3 separate regions of the Mus musculus genome follow, and regions 2 and 3 are each linked to region 1. Evidence: chromatin contacts called from public Hi-C and HiChIP or PLAC-seq data. All regions are on one chromosome and are shown on one strand. Each heading gives the region's core, a stretch centred on a gene start, on an enhancer-like site or on the middle of the called end of the contact. The rest is flanking DNA. Distances are from core to core; before and after follow the strand shown. Region 1 holds the start of Pdzrn3 (PDZ domain containing RING finger 3). Region 2 overlaps Pdzrn3 (PDZ domain containing RING finger 3). Region 3 overlaps Pdzrn3 (PDZ domain containing RING finger 3).

What was found. Hi-C and Micro-C count contacts between places; a contact is called where the count stands out from the background. HiChIP or PLAC-seq counts read pairs in DNA pulled down with a chosen protein or histone mark.
Region 2: an H3K4me3 HiChIP or PLAC-seq map of embryonic limb bud shows a contact between it and region 1, with 3 times the contacts expected there. The contact joins the enhancer-like site here to the promoter of Pdzrn3 in region 1. A contact is called at or near these places in 5 of 39 promoter capture datasets (cancer-associated fibroblasts, cranial neural crest, embryonic stem cells and 2 more), 61 of 484 Hi-C or Micro-C datasets (the 3T3-L1 cell line, the C2C12 cell line, the C3H10T1/2 cell line and 31 more), 18 of 115 datasets of contacts at active chromatin or transcription factors (the NIH/3T3 cell line, astrocytes, cardiomyocytes and 11 more) and 2 of 9 other capture datasets (adipose tissue and embryonic stem cells).
Region 3: a Hi-C map of cerebral cortex shows a contact between it and region 1, with 2.7 times the contacts expected there. The contact joins the enhancer-like site here to the promoter of Pdzrn3 in region 1. A contact is called at or near these places in 1 of 39 promoter capture datasets (liver), 1 of 15 datasets of contacts at CTCF or cohesin (the NIH/3T3 cell line), 8 of 484 Hi-C or Micro-C datasets (cerebral cortex, muscle stem cells, reprogramming fibroblasts and 2 more), 4 of 115 datasets of contacts at active chromatin or transcription factors (the NIH/3T3 cell line, astrocytes, cardiomyocytes and 1 more) and 3 of 9 other capture datasets (adipose tissue, embryonic stem cells and pancreatic islet).

What each region holds. Positions count from the first base shown.
Region 1 is chr6:101,376,277-101,379,728 of GRCm38.p6, reverse strand. It overlaps Pdzrn3 (PDZ domain containing RING finger 3), which reads left to right and starts at 1,832. Exons shown (of 10, transcript NM_018884.2): 1 at 1,832-2,563. The coding sequence starts at 1,841.
Region 2 is chr6:101,249,595-101,253,046 of GRCm38.p6, reverse strand. All of the region lies in intron 3 of Pdzrn3 (PDZ domain containing RING finger 3), which reads left to right. Among named protein-coding and RNA genes, the nearest start is that of Gm33934, 21 kb to the left of the region's middle. Within about 2 kb of position 1,781, at least 45 of the 459 cell types and tissues checked have an H3K27ac peak or open chromatin away from gene starts, as enhancers often do. A contact at or near this core is called in astrocytes, cerebral cortex, cortical neurons and 7 more, where this site is marked.
Region 3 is chr6:101,306,629-101,310,080 of GRCm38.p6, reverse strand. All of the region lies in intron 3 of Pdzrn3 (PDZ domain containing RING finger 3), which reads left to right. Among named protein-coding and RNA genes, the nearest start is that of Gm33934, 36 kb to the right of the region's middle. Within about 2 kb of position 1,835, at least 52 of the 459 cell types and tissues checked have an H3K27ac peak or open chromatin away from gene starts, as enhancers often do. A contact at or near this core is called in cerebral cortex, where this site is marked.

The DNA.
Region 1 (3,452 bases), core at 583-3,082:
GAACACTAATCCTTATGGACATCAAGGCAATTCTTTCCCTCCAATGAAGCAGTTCAATAGTGAAGGTCATGGGTCTTTAGCAGCCCTCTAAAGGACAGAAGTAAAAGTAATTAGACAAAATGAATGCTGTAATCCCATTTTCTTGGGTCCATACCAGACACAAAAATTCTTAGCTCTCCATTTCCAGATTCTCTAGAGAATCTGGCAGCAGATTCCGAATGAGAATTCCAGAACTTGACATTACTCTCACCAGTGTTTCTTAGGAATGTCTACAGCCTTGGGAGGTAGTAAAACAAAAACAAAAACTACCAAAGGCATGGGTAATGTTATGAACTTTCTACTTAGACTGGTATCCCACATTATGAACTTTCCACTTAGCCTGGTATCCCCCAAGTGGTGTTTCCACCCAGTGCCAGGCTTGCTACTGGGCTTGAAAAGCTTCTCTGGAGTAGAAGAGAAAGGTCCAGACGGCAAGGGTTTTTCCATCAAGCTAAAATCCAGGCTGTGTAGAGACCAGCAGCTTCTCCGTGGCTGGTAGGCTCTTTTAGCGCGGATACACACTCAAGCTCCTGGTGAACCATTGGTTCACAATCTGAAAGGACCCAAAATTCTCAAATAGCCTGTCTTTGATTCAGTTCAAAGAGCGATTCTTTGAACTGCTCCAGTGGGAAAATGGAGATAAAACAATAAGCATATAAATAAATAAATAAATAAATAAATAAATTAATTTAAGGAAAACAAAACAACAACAAAAACAAGCTGAAGGGATGTTGTTGGCAAGTTGGCTGGGGTAGGCGTTGCTACAGGGACTTGAAGTTTTAAACTCCTCCATCTCTTAAACCACCAGAGTCAAGGCTCCAGTAACGGGGCGGGGGTTGGGGGGGGGGTGGGGGCAATAGTTTTCAAGTGGAGCTAAAGTATGCTCTCGCAACATTGTAGCGCTGTTTTTTTTTTTTTTTGTTTGTTTGTTTTGTTTTTTGTTTTTTTTGTTTGTTTGTTTTGTTTTTTGTTTTTTGTTTTTTTTTTTTTAAGGGACCAGTTTAGAAACTGAGCAAAATGCTTGAGGTACTGTAGTGCCCTCTTTATAGAGGTGTAAGAATGGGATCCAGCCAACCACTCTGGCCTGTCCCATCCAGACAGCTGGAGGGGAGATCTGATTCCTGCAAATTCGCCTTCTGGTCCTGGAAACCTCTAGCTGCTAAACACTGCAGTTTGCAGATCTTCTGGTTGGGACCAAAGTTTCAGCCTGAGCGTCCAGCAGCCGCTGTAACTTTCCCCCGAGTGAAATAAATAAATAACGACCGTAAATACAGAGATAGCAGGGCCTTAGATATTTTTCACTCTAAAAGGCAGACACAGGAGAAAGAAGGAGGTGGGGAATGAAAAGTCCTGATGTGGCAGGAAACTTCTGTGGGCGAGAGCCACAGACGCAGCTCCAAACCGAGGGAGATGCTCTCTGCTGGCGTATTTTGTCTCTTAGAGAATCCTCCAAGAAAGCGGAGAGGAGACCCTAAGAGGGGGCCCATCTCCGGTCTCTGGCAGGTCTCCTTGCTTTGTGGTCAAACTCAGCCTCTTGTGCCTCGAGGCCCCCTCCCTATGGCCAAAAGAGGGTCGTGAGGCCCCAGAGGCAGGATGTTAGTGCGCTTGCGCTCGAGCCAATACGGCCGGAGGAGTCCTGTTCCTCGGGCATTTTCCGAGGAAGTCTGGAGCAATTAGGCTCAGTCCTGGGAGAGCGAGCTAGAGAGCGGGCGGCGTAGCCGGCGTGTCTGGGCCGCCTCGCAGGGAGGGAGGGAGGGGGCGGCCGGTCGCCCGGCGGCGACACCGGGCCCCGGCCGCCACCATGGGTTTCGAGTTGGATCGCTTCGACGGCGACGTGGACCCTGATCTGAAGTGCGCCTTGTGCCACAAGGTCCTGGAGGACCCGCTGACCACCCCGTGCGGCCACGTATTCTGCGCCGGCTGCGTGCTGCCCTGGGTAGTGCAGGAGGGCAGCTGCCCCGCGCGTTGTCGCGGTCGCCTATCGGCCAAGGAGCTCAACCACGTCCTGCCCCTCAAGCGTCTCATCCTCAAGTTGGACATCAAGTGCGCGCACGCGGCGCGGGGCTGCGGCCGGGTGGTCAAGTTGCAGGACTTGCCCGAGCACCTGGAGCGCTGCGACTTCGCGCCCGCGCGCTGCCGCCACGCGGGCTGCGGCCAGCTGCTGCTGCGACGCGACGTGGAGGCCCACATGCGCGACGCGTGCGACGCGCGGCCCGTGGGTCGCTGCCAGGAGGGCTGCGGGCTGCCGCTGACGCACGGCGAGCAGCGGGCGGGCGGCCACTGCTGCGCGCGGGCTCTGCGGGCGCACAACGGAGCGCTGCAGGCCCGCCTGGGCGCGCTGCACAAGGCGCTCAAGAAGGAGGCGCTGCGGGCCGGCAAGCGCGAGAAGTCGCTGGTGGCGCAGCTGGCCGCCGCGCAGCTCGAACTGCAGATGACCGCGCTGCGCTACCAGAAGAAGTTCACCGAGTACAGCGCGCGCCTCGACTCGCTCAGCCGCTGCGTGGCCGCGCCGCCAGGCGGCAAGGTAAGCAATCTCTCTTCTCTCTCCATCTCTGCCTCTCTCTCTCCCTCTCTCTCCCTTCCTCTCTCCACCCTCTTTAGCTGACCCAGAGTCCCACCCAGGTCCGTTGAATATAGGATGCCAGGGTCTTCCTGGGTGCATCTCCGGCCTCCTCTTGTTAGCAGCGCTTGCCAGCTGTATCACTCCGTGCGGGTTACTTAACTAATTCCAACTGAGAAACTGTGGTCCCAAAAGGCAGGACATATAGGGTGAATTGAAGCTACGGCAGTTTTGGGGGGCCAGAGTGTGTCTGCGAACACTAAAAGGAACTTACAACCAAGTGTAGGGTAGGAACAGAGAGCATGACTCCAGAGTCAGGGAGGTGTTGAGAGGCTTTGGCCTGCACACCAGCCTGAGACCCAGGAAGCTGCTCATCTTGGCTTAAGATCAGAGCCATGGTCTGTGTGGATGTGACACTCCATTGGGCGACCTGGAGTGTATCTGCTGCGATGCAAAGGGGGAAAGGTGGCAGCAGAGCCCTTATGGTGCAGCTTGAAAGGGATGCCAGGAGAGAGGCCCCGGTGTAAAGGCTGGATTCAAACATGCACTTTCCTGCCAACTCACTGGCTGCTGACCTTGAGCAAGTAGCTCAATCCCTCTCTAAAGTTGGAAACTATGGTTCCTAACAATTTAGAGCAGGAAAACACAGCCAGGCCCCATAGGAGAACTCATTTGGGCAGTCGAGAAAGAACCCAACGACCCACTTGCTCCAGTAACCGGAAAGTAATATTTAAGTGATAGCCTCCTTGAATTAAAACATCTCCACCTTTGGGTAACCAGCGGAGTGGCTTGTGGGTTAGGCTCCACAGGTGCCTCGGTTTACCTCGAGCCCGTCAGATGATGTTGTTTCCAT
Region 2 (3,452 bases), core at 532-3,031, 130 kb after region 1:
GTTACTTCCTTCAGGGTGACACCAAGAAATTCTTTTTCTGACCATGGCACGCCTGCCATTCCCCTTTTGCTTTCACGAAGCTTTCAGAAACAAGTTACAGAGTATGGAGAGAGCTCAGCCTTCCCCGGGGGCTGGAAAGGCTCTGGCTGAAATTGAGGGAGCCTTGTGCCCCCTTGGGAACTCTCTAGGGCCAGAGAGATGGAGGTCTGGCCACTCCCTCCTGCTCTGTCAGACTTCATTCGGTGTCTCGTTTCCCATGAGAAATAAGTCTGCACAGTTTAAGAGGAAAAGAAAGAGTTGAACCCCTTATGGTTTAACCACATCCATCCTTAAGGCCTCTCAGAGGCTGGCCAGCTTGTCTGCTCAGGCACCGAAGCATCAGGACCACCCTCCACCCCCCGCCCTCCACCCACCCCCCCACTGCCTCTCCTTCTAAATATTTCTCTTCCCTGTTTGCCTCCCTCTCAGTTTCTATAAAGAGGAGGATTTAACGTCAACACTTCCGCAGCCCCCAGTCGCTGACACCAGCTCTGTCATACAGACAGCAGATGAAAATCTCCTCGCCTACCTCTGGATAATCTGCCAATCCTACATTTTCCAGGGCAGGTGCAGAACCAAAGTCATACACTTCAGTGCCTCTTAAAAATCACAGAGACCAGTCCCGAGTGTGGGTGTCGTGGGAAGAATGACAGTGTGAGGAACACTGCTGCTCCCGTGACATAAGCCGAGGCTCACAGCTAGCTGCTGAGTGGCTGAGCAGACAGCCCTTGCGCTTTTGTGTCTGCAAGAGAAGACTAAAAATCTGAATGTTCCTGTTTCGTATTCTGCCTATTGTTGGTTTCAAGACAATTCTGAAGTTTGGCAAGTCCCTGGGAGCTGCTGAGTCGAATGGGCACTGTTTCAAGCCCAGAAGAGGATGAACTCTAGGAGGAGAAATGGTGACCCCAGTTCTCAGAATCAGCATGATGCCTCTTTCACTGCATTGTGTGGTTTTCTTTTGGAGGAAGGGATCTGGAGACAGACAGATTAGATGGAAAGATTCCATTTGCTGTTTGAACACAAACCATCCCGAGCAATTGTGCCTGGAATTCTGCATCTCTGGCCTGCTCAGACACCTGCTGCATGAGGTACCGCAGTCACCCTAGTGACCGTGGGGCTTCTTTTCCTGGGTTAGTTTTCACCCCACCTGGTGGTGTACTCAGTTTAAAATCTCTCCTGGAGATGAGATGTGGCCCCCAGCTGATGGCATGATTTTATATCCCATTGAATGGGATATAAAAAGCAAATCTGTTGCCAGGAGAACCCACCTAGAACCTAGTAGTACAGCAGACAGCTGCATCTAGACACCAAGATTCTCCTCCTGGATATATGTGCCATGGGGAGAGTGAGAAAGGGCCCCTGGTGAACCATTGAGTAATTTATAGGCTAATCTGGCTGCATGAATTTCTCCTAAGCACCCCAGAGAGAATTAAGATATAAAACATGAGTCTTGTAACCCGAGCAGGAGGCGGTGTGGTGCAGGGGTTCTTATAGCCTGCCTGCCAGGAGGCCACAGGGCCACACTTGTGAACTTAGTAAATGGGGCAGCTGGGAATCACAGCCACATCCCTGAGCTTTCCTGGAGAGAGCTGAACTGCCCCTGAACCTGGAGTGTTTGCCTGGCAGGTTCATGCTGGCTCCTGATGTCATTTCAGCACGCATGCAAGAGACTGGAAAGGGAGGCTCTATACACGGAAGGGCTGCCGTGCCTGGACTTCTAGCCAGGGAGCCCTTGAGTGCTGTTTTCTTTGGCATCAGTCTAGGCTGAGTTGCTTAAATTCCTTTGAAGTTCAGGGGTTTGGGGAGCAGTAGCCCAGCCTACATTCCTTACTCCAGAAGGCAGGCAAGGGGGTCTGGGGTTACCAAGCTGCCAAGAACCAGGCCTTTGTTGGAAAGGTCACTTTGGTGTGACTATGGCTTCAGAGTCTAGTCTTTCTCCCAGTAATGGCTTACAGGCTAATTCAGCAGCCAAGCCCCTATCCTCAGGCCTCCTTGACTTGCTCTCACATTAGAATGTGTAGCTGGAGAACTGTTGAAGAAAACCCCTTTGTGTGTTCATACAAGGGAAAGGATTTTTCCTACTTTGGCTGCTGTGCAGGTGCTGATGTAAAAAGAAACCCAGAAATGACCCTACCCCAACAAAGGGAACTAGGGGAAGCCAGACTCCTCTGCAGCCCCAGCTCAGGAGCACCCAGAACTAAACCCATCACCCGTTGCTCGCCATACACAAGGAGTCAGCTGAACCACAATGGGCTCGTGGAGTGTGATAGTCACATGTGCAGTCTGAGAGTCAGCTCCTGGACTGAGTAGCCAGTGGCAAGGCAGAACCCTTGCCTCTTCAGCCATTAAAAAGAATTCTACATAGGGCCTCTCTGAGAAATCCCAGGAGAAGGATGGGTCATCCCAAGAGGGGCTGCCGCTCTGCCTGAGGCATGGCGATGCAGAGAGTTAAGAGAGAAAAATGATGTCTGTAAAGTTCATGTACTGGTTGGGTTTTGTCGGCTTGACATAAAGCTGAACATATCTGGGAAGAGGGAATCTCAGTTGAAGAATGGTCTTCATCAGACTGGCCTGTAGGCAAGTCGGTGGGGATACTTTCTTGATTGATAGAGGAGGACCCAGCCCACTGGGGCAGTGCGACCTCTGGGCGGGTAGTGCTGGCTTGTAATAGAAAGCTGGCTGAGCAAGCCACGCAGAGGGGGTTAGTAAGCAGAACTCCTCCATGGCCTCTACTTTAGTCCCTGCCCTGCTTGAGCCCCCGCTTTGGTTTCTCTCAGTGAGGGACTGTGACCCAGCCATGGAAGCCAGATGAACCCTTGCCTCTCCAAGTTGCTATGGACCGTGGGGTGTCATGGCAGCCTCAGAAACATAGCTAGTGTAGTTCGATAGGACAGATAGCAGCCATTACAATGAATTTGTGAAAGGGTTGTTTTCCTTTAGTGAATCTGTACATCTGCATTGAAGGGTTGTGAGCATAAAGAATACATCCGATTCCACACACTATTCCAAAATTGGATTATCGTTTTGTAATCACGTGTGTGGGCCGGAGGCAAAGTCTGAGCCACCTCTTGTGTTGGGCACTTGGAGAGGTTGGGATCTGCCTTAGGCCATGCTGGGACCATCCTCCTTGTTATTTTGTCCTCTGTGGAATACCACCTACCTCTTTCTTGCTGCTTTGAACTATTCCTCACAGGACAGTGGGGTAACTGGCCCTTATTCACAGTTTGAGTACCAACGCTATGCTAATTCCTCATGATACAAGAGTAACTAGGGACCAGCCATGTTATTCACGGGCCTCAGCATGAAGTAAAAAATAAGAATCTCCTTTGTGTGAAAAAGCAGGAAAAAAGAAACGTGATGAGAGGTATTAAAATCTAAAGTGCTCTTTGCTTCCCTGGCCTGTCTGTCTGTCT
Region 3 (3,452 bases), core at 586-3,085, 70 kb after region 1:
GGCAGGCACTATAAACATCTACATCTTGGAGGCTTCACAAGTGGCTCTTTAAGGCAAGCCTACCTACCCAAAACAGTGGATTTCAGTAAAATCAGCTGAGGAACTTGCACAGATGGAAGCCTGGTTCCCACAGTCAGTGGCTGATCACTCAATTGACTTACAGTGGGACCCAAGTGGTTTCAGCGTTGGTTGGAGAGCCAGCATTGGTTGGAGAGCAATGATCTAGTGCCAACACCCTCAAACTCGAGTTCTCTCACAACACAATCCCCTAACATAGCAAGGGGCTGTACCCCTTGGATGCCCACATCCATAGACTGCATAGCTAGGAGCCTGTGTTCCTACCAGGTCCCTCAAGAGATGCTGCTGCAGTCGGATAGGGAAACCCACTTTGAGACACACTAATCTGAAAAGAACTTTCTAGGAGTTATGCATGACTTTCTAACAAGCAGAAGAAAAGAAAGTTGTGCCAACCAAGATACATACCCATGAGTCTTTGGGTCAAATAACTGCTCAGTGGGACTGGAGAGGTTGCTTGGTGGCTGAAGCACTGGTTGTTCTTCCAGAGGACCCAGGTTTCACAACCACCTATTACTGCAGTCTCAGAGGAATCCTACACCCTCTTCTGATCATTTCAGGCACCTTGTACCCAGGAGACATGCAGACAAAATGCTTGTCAACATAAAAGAAAGAAATAGGTAATAGCTAACAAATCATTTTTAAAAAGCTGCCTTCGATATAAATATTAAAGTTTCTTGCTTTTGTATTCATACCTAAGTTGGACAAATTCTTTTTTTTTTTTCATTCATACATGAGCATCCTTAGTAACTAGCAGACAACTGAGGCCTGTATCTGAGAAGAGCTGAGCAGAGGTAGATAGTCCTTTGCTGTTGTTTACACTCAGTCTTAGCCAGAGGCCCCAAAAGATTATACTTCAATTGAATATGTTTTAAGTCAATAGAATTGTTACAGTGACCAAGAAGAGGTTTCCTCGAGGCTATACAACTTTGCTGAGAGGTGCAGCCTGGGCAGAAATTAATGACAGTGTATCCAGGGCTCCTGAGAATGTTCAGTGGGCGCGGCCCGGGAATCACTCAGAACGCAGCGCAATACAAACTCGTAAACCTTTAAAAAAAAACATTATGATTGTTTCTTGTGTAACTCAGTGCTCAAGTGCAAACTTTGCAGGCAACAATATTGTGCCTCAGTGTCCAAATATTGGGCACCCGAGTCAGCTCACAGTGTGGTCAGCAGTGACAGCTAACCCAAGCCTAGCACCTGACCTCAATGGGGCATTTGACCTGCAGAATGTGCTACTACTTTGAGGTGTACCTATCTTGTATTTACATGGCTCCCTACACTTCCCTGTGCCCATTTCACAGTCCTTTACTACCGTTTCCTTTTCACAAGCTTTCCTTGAACTTTAAGTGAACAGCCCACAGTCCCGTGTCTAAGAGTTGGAGGGCTCCATCTTTGCTGGGCCCCAGGCGTAAGACTGTGGCATAACTGTGTTTTCCTGATCCCCTGGCTGCTGTGGCTATAAATGTGTTTGTGTGGCTGTTCTGCATGCAGAGACCTTGCAGGGCTGGCCTTTGAACCCACGCCTGCACAGACAGTGCAGCTTGACCCCCCTCCCTCTTCCCTTCCTCCCTGCTGTGGCGCTTCTCTCGGTCAAGTGCCCTTTGCTCATCAATAGAGAAGAAAAGACCCCATTCTGCCCATTCAACAGACCCCTAATTAGTGGTAATCATGAAAACTGACGTCTGCGCTGCTTCTCTCTCCATTCTCCATTGTTGTCTTAGCAAGTCCCGGGCTTGGTGAACAGAGCGTGCCTTATTCTGCAGCAATGCAAAAATTCACGCTGTGCCTTCAGCTCTAAGGAAGGCAGTGTTGGAGTGCGACTTGTGTATAATTAGGCCTAGCATTATCAACAGAAAGTGATTGTGGCTGCATTCCAAGGCGTGTGGAGACATGCCACCAGCCATTTGGGTTATCAAAAAGAACAAGTTTGTTGTGATGTGTGATGTTCAGTGACAGCCAGCTCTCTGCTTCACATAGGGTAGGTACCACTTCCCACACCACTTTCTCCGCAGCTCTTGAGTGTGTTCTGATGCATTCCCTGGACTCATTGCCTCTACACTGAATGCTCACCTTCCATTTTTTTCTTATCTCTTCCTTTCTCATTTCTGTTTCACCGTTTTTTGAAAAATATACAGTTTTATCTTTCTTTTTCTCTAGGGAAGAGTCTCTTGACTTGGACACACTGGCTTTCTGGCATGTCAAATTAATACACCCTAGTTAACTTTATTTTTAACCAATGGGTGTTGAACAATTGACCCTGTGATGTGGGCTCTCTCCAGAAACCTCACCCACTCCCAAGCTTCATTATTGCCCCCCTAAAATTCATTGACTTAATAAAATGCTTGCGAGAGAAAGTCGAGGCCAAGGTCACGGTGTGTCTGTGTCCCAGTTGCTTCCCAGCTCCAGGATAGACCACTCTTTGAGCCTCAGATCCATCGGCACTCCGAAGCTCCTCCACTCTGGCCCACTTATTCACTGTACCCCTCTCAAGGAAATACCAACTCTACCCTCTTACTGGGGTCTTGTAGACACTGAGTTTTAGGTGTTCTGCTTTGTGATTTCTGTCAGCCAAACATTATCTGATTTGCAAGGGACAGTTACAAAAGACTTTCAAATCCCCACACCAGAGAAAGTTATTCCTCAAGTGCCCTGTCAGTTTGGGAATGCCAAGCTTTAGTGATCTTCTTAGCACCCCAGGTTGGCTGATGTATGTGAAGGGACCGCAGAAGATGATCGGGGTGAGTGGGGGGAGGCCATCATAGCCTTCACTTGGGTCTTGAACCCCCTTTGTTAACATTTGCCCAAGAATGTGGATTCATCACGGTGAGCACTCCCCCACCTCTTCCTCTGAAAGGCTGGCGTGTCACGAAGGAAATGAGAGCCATGTGTTTCTGATTCATTTACATGTAGCTCATCAAAATGTAGTTTTGTAAGAGTTCTTTGGTGTCCACGAAGCCTTTGGAGCCCTTTTATGGAACTGTTAGACTCCCTCCCCCTTTCCTCTTAGAACCAGGAAGTTGGGAGTTGCCAAGAGAAAATGGAATCAAGCCTCCACTGACTCTGACGCCAAGGCAGCCCACCTCTGCTGAGAGCCTGCGCACATTCACAGCTTCGGCAAAAGCAGAGAAGAGACTGTGGTGCTGGAAGTGTGCACAAAGCTTACTTGAAGTCTGCTGGGGCTCGGGCTGGGGCTGGGGCTGGGGCTGGGGCTGGGGCTGGGGCTGGGGCTGGGGCTCGGGCGACTTATGGCTCAGTTCATAAAGTGCTTTCTCGGCAAGCAAAAGGAGCTGAGTTCAACCCTCACCTCTCCAAAGCAGTGCATAAAGGCCAGCTGCCTTGGCATGAGCTTGCAATCTCAGTTGTTAATGGGGACA